Linked DNA regions of Zea mays: region 2 is linked to region 1. A link is a contact called in public Hi-C data. All regions are on one chromosome and are shown on one strand. The core of a region is the stretch at or near the end of the contact, and the rest is flanking DNA. Distances in the headings are between cores, read along the strand shown. Region 1 holds the start of LOC541904 (alpha expansin 1). Region 2 holds the start of LOC100278902.

Evidence for each region. A called contact is a pair of places that touch in the nucleus more often than the background predicts.
Region 2: a contact with region 1 is called in a Hi-C map of leaf, with 4 times the contacts expected there. The contact joins the promoter of LOC100278902 here to the promoter of LOC541904 in region 1. A contact is called at or near these places in 15 of 25 Hi-C or Micro-C datasets (bundle sheath, ear, endosperm and 5 more).

What each region holds. Positions count from the first base shown.
Region 1 is chr3:189,486,581-189,493,495 of Zm-B73-REFERENCE-NAM-5.0, reverse strand. It overlaps LOC541904 (alpha expansin 1), which reads left to right and starts at 3,100. Exons shown (of 3, transcript NM_001111570.1): 1 at 3,100-3,305; 2 at 3,423-3,735; 3 at 4,274-4,831. The coding sequence starts at 3,161. The coding sequence ends at 4,577.
Region 2 is chr3:189,734,617-189,741,531 of Zm-B73-REFERENCE-NAM-5.0, reverse strand. LOC100278902 reads right to left here and starts at 2,608. Exons shown (of 12, transcript NM_001350271.1): 1 at 2,458-2,608; 2 at 2,173-2,267; 3 at 1,984-2,066; 4 at 1,470-1,545; 5 at 1,306-1,373. The coding sequence starts at 2,260.

The DNA of each region.
Region 1 (6,915 bases), core at 1,851-4,350:
CATGACAGGCCAGGCCGGGAGTGCGCGCGCCGTCGCTGTCGTTTTGATCGCGCTTTTCTTGCCTGGCTCGCCGTTGGTACGCTCTTTCCTTGATGGCTTTTGAGTGAGTGGCAGGACGCCTGCATGCACTTGTGGTATGTACTCTAAACCTAACGCCCCAAGCTGAAGCGACCATGATTCTCCCTCCTCCCGCGCAATCATGGTTCATGAGCAGCCGGGCATGGCATGGCATGGCATGGCATGCGCCCTCCCCCCAACCGCTAAGAATGGGACTGCCTCACGGCATGTCGAGAGCGGGGGTTCGGCAATGGCAAGGGGATCCTAAGGTAGTAGTAGTGTCCTGCTATGGGATTCTCTCTAGTACAGACACAGTCGGCAGCTCGTAGCCTTCTCCCGGCCCCGAATTTACAGAAACCTCTTTTCGACCCGACGAGTTTCGGAGCTCCGGTCGCTGTCGTGGGGCGATTTTGCGATCTATTTCCGGCGTGCTCCCCACATGGCTTCCCCTCTCACTCCCTCGTGCAGCCATCACATCGTCGTCGGTGCCCGGACGTGCACAGCTCCATCCTGTTTTTTCTTTGTACTTTTGTTTATCTACAGAATAAAGATAAGCCGTTTCCTTTTCTGAGGGACAAAGAGCGAAACTACTGAAATGCGTTTTTTTGTGGCAATGCTAATTTTTGGGATATATAATATTTTCTCTGTTTTTTTATTTATCGTGTTTTAGCTCATAATAAACTAGCAACGGCAAATATTCAAGAACGGAGGTATTATGTATTAAAGTGTTGTCCCATATTTATAACCTGATAGATAATGCATTGGACGTATCCTTGTTGGTACGTATATAGCGAGAAAGTAAGACAATCTGCATCTGTTATCTGTATTTGCAATTGCAAGATAGTAAGTGAGTAACACAGTTTACCTTACCACTGTTAAGGCGACAGGCGGTAAAAGTGAAATCAGAAGCCAACGACCCAACACTAGCGATCTGTCGCAGCACAGCACCCAAGCTAAGCACAGCCTGACCCTCTCGCCAGGGTAAAAAAAAAAAGAGAGAGAGAGAGAAACTGACAATTTCTATCAGGTCTATGAAGCCTATGGTGCTGGTACCGGGGGGCTCTAGCGTAGAAGAATGCTTCCAAGAGAAGGCGAATCAGGCAGGATCATCGCTAATGGCAGGGCCCTGGCCGTGATCTCCGGGTGGCCACAGGCCGCTATAGCCAGGGCCATCCCTCCCATGTGCGCCCTTCACATGGCGCGGGGACACGAAAGGGATGGTTCATCAGGGTCGGCAAAACTGTTGCTTTTTCGAAAGCGTGGAGCTATAGCTAGCCATTAGCCAACCCGCACGTTACGATGTTCCAAAGGCACGCAGCAGAGCAGAGCATGGCAGGAACCAGGAAAAGCTAGCCTCGACGAACTCCTGCTGTGTCGCGTAAATGTGCGCGCGCGTTCTCCGATCCACCTGGAGATCGCGTGTCCTGAGAAATTAAGGAGAAGCATATGAAACTCTCATGCTTTTGCCTGCTTAAGCAGCTGCGTTGGTTTGGTCCGCCGGCCTGGTGCATGTGCACGCGGAGAATTTGGTGCGTCAAAACCGTTGCTGTTTGTGTCTGCAGTATGTGAAATGGAGAGACGAGGGAGGGAGGCGTGAACATGAAGCGCGTCACTCACGTCTTGGTTGGTGTCCGGAGAGAAAAAAACAGACGTGTGTGCTGCAGCTAAAAGCAGACAGAGAACATGGCAGGGTGTCTCTGCCATTGTTCATCTGGCAGCTCCAGCATCCACGTCTGAGCAGTCTAAGCAGCCCCGGGAGACTGGCCGAGCACGACACGCGCTGCTGTAGACACCTGTCCAGAGGCCACATGCATATGCATGGTGCGACTCGATCCGCTGCTCCTCGCGTGAGTCGGATCAGACGAAATCTTGGACTTGCCTGCACCTAGCTGCAGGCAGGCTTGTCTGAAGAGCTGGTTTTTTTTAAAAAAAAAAAAACCATCTCTGCATCCTCCACCTACGCCCTACCTACGTGGCCATGTCCGGGCAGGCAGCCGGGCTCATGCAAGCATGTGAGCCCTGCCTTATCGACACTATAATCTCAACTAATCATTGGGATGAGCGATGTATCGCAGGGAGCACCGAATATTTGGTAGGAGATTGTAGTTGTTTATTATGCATCTACTGCCTCAAGATTAGTCTGATCACTTGGGCTATAAACGTTTTTTTTTTCTCTCTCTCTCGATCGACGAATCTATCCGGTTCAACCGCGCCCTCCCTCAGCTTGCGAGATCCGTGAGAGCAGCCGAACGATTAAAATCCTTTCAGAAACAGAATGGCTAGCACTGCACATTTTTTAGTTGTCGATGCGGGTAAAAGCGCTTATAACTTGAATAACGCAAGTTTCGAATATCTCAGGGAGCTTTCACCACCGTCCACCGTCGTTGGAAAGGGAAGGGCATCCGATCCCCAGAGCATGCATGTGTGCGGCGCTTGAATGATTTGGTTGGTTGGCATTCGCCGTCTCTTTTTTTTTTTTCTTCTTCGTTGCTAGCATTACTCTGTCTACACGCAACATGGATTGCATTGCATCATAGAGAAAATTTATAAAACAAGCGGATGCACTGCACGCAGTGACGCAGTGAACGATATATCTGTTCTAATTTCTTATTCCCTTTGGCCTAGCTATTATACCCGTACTCTTGGGCCCAGACCTCTCCCATGGCTTGCAGTCTCGCGAGACGGCGAGAGCCATGTGGGGTTATGCACGCTGGGCCCGGGCAGCGCCGGGCCTGTCCTGTCCTGTACACGCACGAGCAGTTGGCGTCCGCTACTTGCGCGCGACGAGCATGTGCGCCTGATTCGTATGGGGCAACCGCCGTCGTGTAGCGGCGCGATCGTGGTCGGCGGGGGTGTAGCGACGAGCGCTTCTTTCTCGCCCAGCCCCCACCCTCCCCTTTATCTCTTTTGTCTCCAATTGCCTGCTGCCCCTCCACTCCACGAAAGTTATTAACGATTCCAACTGCCAGGATCACTGACCGTTGCTGGGCGCTGGCCTATAAGTACCTGGCCTCCGCGCCCCACTCCCTTCACAGCCAAGCTAGCAACTCTCTCGAGTCGATTCCTAAGCAGCTAGCCAGTGACTCGATCTTAGCGTGCTACAATGGCGGCAGCTGCTAGTGCCCTGCTCCTCCTGCTCTGCTCAGCCTTCTGCTCCCTTGCCCACCGGGCGGCCGGCGTCGACTACGGCTCGTGGCAGAGCGCCCACGCCACGTTCTACGGCGGCGGCGACGCGTCTGGCACGATGGGTGAGTCGATCGACTAACTTGTACTATAGTAGCGCTAGCCAGCCTCCATCGATCGTCGGAGATTTATTGGAGCTGACGTCGTCTCGCCCGCTGCACACACACGCGTGCATTATTCAGGCGGCGCGTGCGGCTACGGGAACATGTACAGCACGGGGTACGGCACCAACACGGCGGCGCTGAGCACGGCGCTGTTCAACGACGGCGCCGCGTGCGGGTCCTGCTACGAGCTGCGCTGCGACAACAACGGGCAGTCGTGCCTGCCGGGCACCATCACCGTCACGGCCACCAACTTCTGCCCGCCCAACTACGGCCTCCCCAGCGACGACGGCGGCTGGTGCAACCCGCCGCGCCCGCACTTCGACATGGCCCAGCCGGCCTTCCTCCAGATCGCGCAGTACCGCGCCGGCATCGTGCCCGTCGCCTACAGGAGGTGAGGTTTACTTATTATATTTCTCGTCGGTTTCGAGCTCTCGTCATCTCACGCACTGAACGGCCGGTCCCAGAGATGAGAGAGAGAGAGAGACGTGTGTGTGGTGTGGCCGTGCGCGTGTCGGTTTCTAAAATTCAGAGTTCGGACCACGACCAAATATGTAAGCAACGGCTGGGGTTCAGGCCATGTTACGTGGGCCAGCAGGCAGATTATCTTTCCTTTTTCTTTTTGGTTCGGCTTGTTCCGTCGTGCGCCATGCATGCACGACAGCGACTCGGCCTGCTGTTTCCGAGTAGATTATTAGGCGTCACACTGACCATATTATGAGCTTCCATGTTAGTTGTTAGTTGTTACAGTAGCTTTAGTCTGATACAACGCCATTTCCGCAAGTTGCAAAACGTCACGCTCAGCGACACTTGTGCGCTGTCATGCTATTAGCTGCACGCCATGTGCGGCCGCTTGAACTTGAACCTGTTGCATGCGTGCGCTTTTTGCTCATCACCTTTTGCACTCCTCGTACCACGCATTTTGTTGATAGGGTGCCGTGCGTGAAGAAGGGCGGGATCAGGTTCACCATCAACGGCCACTCCTACTTCAACCTGGTGCTGGTGACCAACGTGGCCGGCGCCGGGGACGTGCAGTCCGTGTCCATCAAGGGCTCCAGCACCGGGTGGCAGCCCATGTCCCGCAACTGGGGCCAGAACTGGCAGAGCAACTCGCTCCTCGACGGCCAGAGCCTGTCCTTCCAGGTCACCGCCAGCGACGGCCGCACCGTCACCAGCAACGGCGTCGCTCCGGCGGGCTGGCAGTTCGGCCAGACCTTCGAGGGCGCCCAGTTCTAGCTACTACTACTCCATCGACGAGTGTGACTGTGAGCAAGAGAGAAGGAGAAACCTTCTTCGCTGTAGTAAAGAAGAGGCTCCCGCCATTCCGAGGCTGCTTATTATTAGCACCCGCTTAGGCATTTCCTTCTCTTATTATTACCATAGGATTGAGCTGTTTATTTTCTGCACCAGTGATTGTAGCAATGGGTTAAGCAAAACAAAAACCTGCAAGGCTGATTATTGTAGGGCTGCAGGGGAGTGGTGTCGTGCAACTTATTGTGTTGTTACGCTGTACTAGCAGCAACCCCCGAATCTGGCCACATGGTGGTGGGAGATGTTTGTGGGGATTGCACCTTTTGGGACCGTGAACATCAATGCTTGTTTATGGTTTATTACATGCAGTATATATGATATATATATGCTCGTGGTTTGATCCTCGGTTTGTACGACCCCCTATTTTTGTCTTCGGTCGATCCGTCTCTTTACCAACTTGCAGAGGCAGCATGTGCATGTGTGGTCTGATGTGTGGTCAGTTTGAAGCTTTCAGAACTCAGAGAACGAAAAAAAGGAAAGATGAATTGTTCTCAGCTGGCCAACTCAAGTATTTCGATCCAACTTTTTTCTTCTTTTGAGCTATATGCCTAGATGGTTGTCTTTTTATAAAGTTTAGTATTTAGTATTTAGATCCAACTTTTTTCTTCTTTTTTCGAGTGCTTCAGACACTCGGTAAAGTCTGGAAAACACTTAGTAAACTCTTTGCCGAGTGTGACTCTTGGCAAAGAAGTCTCGACGAACGACTTCTTTGCCGAGTACTTTTTGTCGAGGACTCAACAAAGGCTTTATCGAGTGCCAACTGGTACTCGACTAAGAAAAGTCATCGCCACGGCACCAAATGACGGTGACAGAGCCTTTACCGAGTGTCCTCACTGACACTCGGCAAAGGCTTCCTTTTTATCGAGTGTCTACTGGACTAGCGCTCGATAAAGAAGGCTCCGGTGGGCCCCTTTACCAGTCCCTTTGCCGAGTGCTCCAAGAGGCACTCGACAGAGGCTCCCTCTATGTCGAGTGCCTGCTGGACTAGCTCTCAGTAAAGGGAGCACCAGTGGCGCCTTTTGCCAAGTCCTTTGTCGAGTGCTCACTCGGCAAAGAAACTTTATTGGTTCATAGGTGTGCCTTCTTTGCCGAGTGCTACGGTCATAGCACTCCGCAACTTTGCCGAGTGTTACATTCGGCAAAGTGACAACGTCTGACACTCGACAAAGTTAACGGTCGTCAACTATAGATGACTACTGACGTCTCTTTGCCTTTGCCGAGCGTCGTGTTTCGCCGATAGCTTGACACTTGACAAAGCCTCCTTTGTCGAGTGTATTTCTATACCGAGTGTTGTGCCCATGGCAAATTAGGTCTCTGTCGAGAGTCTTAATTCGCTGGGAGTGACACTTGGCAAAGCATGCTTAAGCATGCTTTGCCAAGTGCCTGATAAATTGCACTCGACAAAGCGCCGAGCACTCGGCAAAGAGCCAGATTCTGGTAGTGTATGCTATTAAACTAAGTTTATCTCTAGATTTTACTTGACTTCTATTAGTCTATAAGCTTTCTTTGGATGCATAGGGTTAAATTTGCAGTTCATTTTTAGTCTTAGTCTATCTAAAGAGTATGCTAATAGGAGCAGGTCTTCTCTGCTTACGTGCCGAAAATTCCATGATCTGAGCCAGACAGTCCACACGTGTGCAGAGGGTCTTCTTCTTCGCGAAGAACCCTATAACTCGTCCTCGAGAGGGACCCCATCAGGGAGGAGAGTTCTAGGGTGCTCCGGGATCGGTAGGCCACCCGGAACATCCCTAGGTAGCATAGAGTCACCTAGAGGTGAAGTAAGAGGTCGAGGAAGACTAATACTAGGGCTAAACTAAAGGTAGATTACTCCTACTCCTAATGAATGAAAAGAACAATGTAAATAAGGTAGATTTGATAAATAGATTTGATTGGATCGGTTGTGGGGGCGTCAATCGGTCGTGCCCCTTCGTTTATACAAGGTAGAGGTCTGGATCCATTACAAGTTGGTTACCAAACAAATCCCGCGGAGTTTGCTAACAAATCTCACAAGAAATTAGGAACTCTAACTGATTCTCTTCATGTGTGGACCGTCCGCACCGCAACAGCGGACCGTCCGGACCGCGGATCATCCGGGCCTAGAGCGGGACACTAACTGATTCTCTTCACGCGTGGACCGTCCGTGCTACAACGGCGGACCGTCCGGACCGTGAATCATCTGGGCCTAGAGTCGTACCGTCCGGGTGTCAATTTTGGTGCTCAACATATATGCTAAGATAGGTCACAAAAACAATATAACAAGTAT
Region 2 (6,915 bases), core at 1,359-3,858, 250 kb before region 1:
CTGCCTCTTCATGCACGACCCTCGCGAGCCGCATCTTGCGCTAATCAAGCGCATCCTGCGCTATGTCAAGGGCTCCCTGTCAGCAGGTCTGCACTTGGGACCCGGCGCCGTTGATCAGCTCACAGCCTACTCCGATGCCGACTGGGTCGGCTGCCCCGACACACGTCGCTCCACCTCCGGCTTCTGCGTCTACCTCGGCGACAATCTGGTGTCATGGTCGTCCAAGCGTCAGACGACTGTCTCTCGCTCCAGCGCCGAAGCAGAGTACCGTGTTGTGGCTCATGCTGTTGCTGAGTGCTGCTGGCTGCGTCAGCTTCTACATGAGCTGCACATCTTCATACTGCGTGCGACCGTGGTCTACTGTGACAATGTGAGCGTTGTGTACATGGCAGCCAACCCAGTCCATCACCGCCGCACGAAGCACATCAAAATCGACATCCACTTCGTCCGTGAGAAGGTAGCTTTGGGGCAGTTTCGTGTTCTTCATGTTCCGTCTACACACCAGTTCGCCGACATCATGACCAAGGGTCTGCCCGTACAGCTCTTCACTGAATTTCGGAAGTCTTTGCGTCCGTGATCCTCCCGCTCAGACTGCGGGCGGGTATTAGGATATGTATCTATCAGGATCAATCAGAGCCTGATTAGCAATTGATTGTAATCCCCTAGATTGGCTAGCTGCCTTGTATAGACTAGGATTACCTTCTATCTATAGCCTAGGACGGTTTCCTTGTACAGGGAATAGCCTTCCTTACATGTACCTTCCATGCATGCCTATTGGCTATATATGACAGGCTCCCCACCCTCAATGGGTGTGTGGTGATTCACTCCATTCTTCCCTTTCTACAATCAGCCATCAAGAACTCAACACTACCGAACCAAGCAAAGCATCTAATGAGTAATGACATAAGAAAAAAGGCGGCCTCCAGATACATGGCCCATGCCACAGAAGCATGCAGGCTGGAACTCCAAAAGGAAACTAGGCAACTAGAATATCGAAACATAATACATTTTTTGTGGGATTGGGAAAACAATTGAATGTGGAAATACATATTAATACCATTGTTTACACTGCACCAAGACACAAATCAAAGCCTGTAAAAGTACATATCTTCTGCATCTGAACATTAACATATAAAAAACAACTTGCCATCATAATCTATTGGTTGCCAGCTTCTACCTGGTGAGCATATGCACTCAATAATACTTACAGGTGCAGTGTTTCTTTGTTAGTTCAGCTACTGCATTAATTTAAAACAATAGTACCCATGCCGGAAGGGATGATTTTTTTCAAAGAGAAGAAGTTACCTTCCAAATATTTGTATGCAAATCAACTTCATGTTTCCCAGACATGTCAATTGCATCCACACTCAATACTAAACAATTAAGACAAAGACAGATATGTCAAAGATAATGTAATGCTTGTCACAAAGTACTTATGGGTGAACTACTGAATTTAATCAATAACTGACCTTCACATGGCAAAGAAGGAAATGACATGTTGACATGAATTGGCAGAGTCTCTCCTCGTTTTAGATCTACAGACATCTGCAGACAATATCAACTGGTGAAGGGTTCATGATACAGTTTTTGAGAAGGATGAGCTCAATCTCAATGAAAAGAAAATGATTTTACCATAATCTCATCAATGATAATTAACAGAAACTACAACATCAGAAAACACATGAGTAGTTGAACAAGGAAATTGATTTATAATCATGTTTCATATCAAAAAAATGAATTGCCATAAATATAATTCGTTGATCAGGTTGCTGGATGATGCTTGAACTCATCCCCCACATGCAAACCAGAATTATCTCGAAAAATACATGGAAGCATTTACTTTGGATAAGGCCCTATTTTCTACAGGCATATTCACAGTGCGTGGGAAAAAAACTAAGGGAGAACAAAAGTATATGTGAATATTATATTGAGAAGTTGCATATAGCAGTCAAACATGAAAATATAAGCTGTGACCAATCATACCTGATGCACTGTGTATGTGGTGAGATAAAACTGCAGCTCATGTACAAACAGTGTAATCATTATAAGTAGCCCAAGAATTGTCACTGCCAAGATATAGATGATTTGCTAATTAAATACAAACCTCAAAACTATATACTTAAGCGATTTTTTGCAGCAATTACAGAACAATAGGGTCCCCATATATCATACCAACAGCACCAGAGTAAGTCTTCTTCAACAAGTGTTCCTCCGCATGTGGAAACGCATTGAGGCTCTTCAAAGACGGTATCCTCGCCATCTTTCAGCTGCAGGGCGGATCCAGTAAACGGCATGGGTGTAAGCATGTACAGCCGATAATTTTGCAAAAGAATTGAAGTTAGTAGGCATAATACATGCATATGAACTAGTAATCAGATCAGATCCGAGCACGAGAGTAAGTTAGGGTTTGGGTGCTCAGTTTCGCACAGCGGTAAGGGAATAAAGGGGACGACGTACCTGGTGATGCTCGTCGCCGGCTAAGGGGCCCACGAAGACCTGGGCACCAAACGTGGGGCAGCAGCGCCGGTCGCCGAGTCGCCGCCAAGAGAGAGAGGAGAGAATGTACGCTCGGGGTAATGGAAATAAGAGGAAAGGGCAGTCGCGGGCTCCCTGAAACTTTTTCGGACTCTTTTTTATATAATTTGGAAACCCGATTTTCATTTTTTTAGAAATTAGTTCATTTTTTCTTTAAAATAATAATCCTTTGAAAAAGATGGTGTTCTCAGACTATCACTTAGGTTTTTTTATAATTTTATTATTATTCATAAGCTCTGATTACATCTCGTCCCACTAATTAGTCGTGATTAGTCGGTCTGATCGATTTTAGTGCTCGATAAGGGGTAATGATTTGATTAGGGTAGCTGATCATCCTTATCGTCCGCCTAATCGCAATTTATAGCGATTAATCGCCGTGTTGGGCGATCAGACGATAAGTCTCGTAGTCCAAAACCATTTTAGGCTTAAATGCTGTCTGGGAAGGCTAAAGGACGCCCAGACCTTTCATATACAGTCTGGGAATGCTGTCTAAGAAGGCTAAAAGTCATTTTAGGCTTAACAACAGCTGAGCAGCAACAACCTGTCTTCTACGGTTCTACCTCTAGTCCTGCACGATGACAGTCACAACGAAAATGATATCAAGAGCCAACTAAAAATGACCAAGATATTACAGAAAAAACGATTGATGATGAAGAAGAATCTGGAGCTGCTGGTGATCGGTTCAAACTGGATGATGATCTCACATAGGTGTTGCCTTCTTGGACCTTGGTCATAGTCTACTACTCTACTCGTCTAGTAAGTTGTAGACTTGTAGTTTCATAGTCTTATATAAACTTGTTGATATTGTGCTGTTATTGACTATTTTAATATTTATACTGTTGCAAGACTCTTACTATATATATATATATATATATATATATATATATATATATATATATATATATATATATATATATATATATATATATATATATATATATATATATATATATATATATATATATATATATACTGGAATACACCGGACAACCAGAGGGACGATTAGGGTCGACTAATCGTCCTGATCGACGCCTACTCGCGACAAATCGCTTGATCGACCAGTGCCTTCGATTTTCAAAACTGTAATCACCCGTTTTATTAAAAAAATACAAGTTGTTATTTATTTTGTTATAATTTGTTTTATTACTCAAGATCGTATGAGTGTGACTTGAAAATCTATATTTTCGAATAAATATTTTTTAACGGAGGGAGTATATGCTTTAAAATAGTACTCTTGTCTCTTTTAAATTATTTTTATTTTTCTACATTCATTTCTTATCTGATCTTACTACCTAAATTGATCACATTGTCTCTCTAGTATATCTTAGCTGAATCAATCGAAGGGACACATAACGCACCCACACACTAGTGCCCACGGCCCACCTCGCTCCTGTCTTTTTCTTCCTTTTTTTCTTTTAGACGTTCAACAGATGGTTTTTAATAGTTTTGGTTATAAAACCAAATCAGGATTTTTTTAAAAAAATGCATAAAATAGGATAATTTTAATATAGATCTAAAAATACTAAGATTTGAACTAAAATCAAATCAAGATTTTCTAAGATATTCTAGATTTAATTCAAAGTTATTCAATTTTTGAAATTTTAGAAAAAAATGTTTTGAATTTAGACTCTAAACTATTAAAAACTGTTTTGAATTTAGGAAAATAAAGAAAAATGGGCACGGGAGGGGTGCGTCCTCTTTGTACGATCTGGAGTGCTAGTGCGTGTGTGCGTTCTGTCTTCCCCTCGAACTAGAACAGACAATATAGTCAATTTAGACGTGAGAAATGATAAAATAGTGAAAGTGGTTAAAAAGAAGTCATATTACTATTTAGAAGATATGTTTACGGTTTACCTGTGGATATAATTGGAGAGAAGGTAAAGTTGTGAGTACCATTAACAAAACGTACTATAATTGGAAAAAAACTCGGCTCACGACCGGAGGCGTGCAGTCTGATCTATAAATACTGGTACTTGGCTAACTAGGGACAATCAGCCTCGTTGTATTTTTCTCTTGTAATAGGGACGGTGTTATTATAGTCTATCTGTTCTTTTTTAAGCAAAAGGTCTAACCAGATTCTCAAACTTTGCCCTATTGTACATTTAAGGGCTTTGTTTAGGAACTCTTTCTTAAAACCGTAGTTTATAATACCACAATTTATTGTATGTCATATCATAAATATAATATACTAGGTATATGCCCGTGCGTTGCCACGAGGCGGGGAAGCGGGTGGAGCGATTCCTAGACTGTAAATATAATTATTGTTTATTTCTAAACAGTAAGGTACATGTGGTCTGGTGGTTAGCTCCAAATTTCTAGAGCAAGGGACATGAGTTTGAGTGCTCGTTCTGTACTATTTTTTGCGCGTGCTGCGCGGGCGCTAGGCGTGGTGAGGGTGAAGCTATGGTAGCACCAGGTGCCCACATTAGGTTCTTAATAGATAAGATAGTGAGTTGCCCGTGCTAATGCTACGACCTAATTTGATAAAACGTTAATTAAATACCTGATATATTATAATTAGCCATCGTGCTTCTCTCATGGTGCTCAATTTGTCTTGGTGCTAACTGCAATTCACCTCTCAAAGCTTTTATCAAGCCATTACTCAAAAGTCTTTACACATGCTCACTTAAACAGTTCCCGGCTACTATTGCAGAAGGGTTTTACCATGAGACTTGGTAATTTTCTGGCACTTCTGGCCACCACATTTTGCATTCCTGATTAATTCTGCATGCAATTTGGGCAAAGCATGGGCTAAATATAATGTTGGAACTTAGAAAAGGGTGACAAAATAACTTTTAAACTTGTCATTTCAATCCACACCCAGTCACCAGAGAAAGAACTGAGCTAGAGGTTAAAACATCTTTCGATAGGCATATCTACATCAGATTAGGCTAACATAATATAGTTGTCATTAACCTAGCCACCTAAATATAAAGAACTTTGTGCATATATATTACATACCACGGCAATCATCAAACATGCTGCATCCTCTCTTGAATCTGTTAGTTGAAGTTCAGGCTTCACAGTTAGGCCACTTTCATAGTCGTCTTCAGCCTCTTTGCAGCTTGCATAAAGCCGACAATGACCTTCAACTCATCCAATTGCTTCGGCATGGGCAAAGCAAATTGGAATTAACACAACAAAGCAGACTGTCAGGTCCTAATAACATCATAATGATGCAAGTTACTGGAGTCAGAAGTTAAATTTGTTTTATCAACCTGGGCTATGAAGTGCCTCTGAACAGCATCAAGTAACTGCTCTCTATATGGATTAGGACATGCATCCTGTTTAGTAAATGCCGACAATTAGAATAACGAAGCATAATTGGATACTTGCAATTGATAGTAGAGCCTTATCTAAGAATTTGAGTTCTACTTACGAGATTGTAGTGGCGCCAATATCTCCACAATGCAGTCAGTTCTAGCTTGTTGAGTTTCAACTTTCTACAGTGTTACCAGTCAAAAGAATGTAAAGATAGAAGCAGAAGCAATGTAGTCTGAAAAGCAATGTATTCCACATTTGTAAGTGGAAGAAAAGCAATTCTTACTTACAAAATTAGAGTTCACAAACTGAAAGGGACTTCAGCAATCAGCAGATATCAACAAATATCATAATCATCATGGCTTAAGCCTCTTCAGTAAGACATCTGCAAGACAGAGATAAAAATCTGTACCAACCAAATCTGAAATGCAAATGGAAATGATGTGAAGAAACAGTGCTACATGACCCCATGCAAACAGTTAATCGCACCATTTTAGTAAGGTCCATCGAGCAAACACTACTGAGCAAACCACAATAAACCAATATCTTTCATAATTTGCCTCTCAAGGCCAACAATTCCTTGGTTATCTAACCCAGCAACTCTGCTCATGTCATCTTCCTTTTTACTATGACCAAGCAGATCCTCCCTAAATTGGAAAAGAAAAAAGAGAACATATTCACACATTAGTTCTAACAAAAAAACATAATAATACTTACTTGAAAACTTGAATACAGTAAATTAATGTGTTTAAAAAATGTATTAAGATTTATGAAGGATAAGTTCCTATAGAGATCATTACTGACACGACGGGCCTGTTACCTGAAAAATATATTAAGTTTCCATTTCCAAATATCCTTTCACAAGAAAGCTAATTTACAGGATTCTCCAGCTTCAACTGCTGCTGATAATTCTGGTTTGGTGACGTTCCTTTCTAAGAAATGTACTTCAGCTCTTAAACCAGAGGAACAGAGGAAGAAGACAGATCAGAACAAGAAATCCATGACTAACTTACTTTTAATCAACAATGCACGGAGATCAGAACCATTTGGTGTGAATTTGGAAGGCACTATTGAAAAGAGATGTGAACTGGCTTATAATAGTTTTGACAACAACTTTGA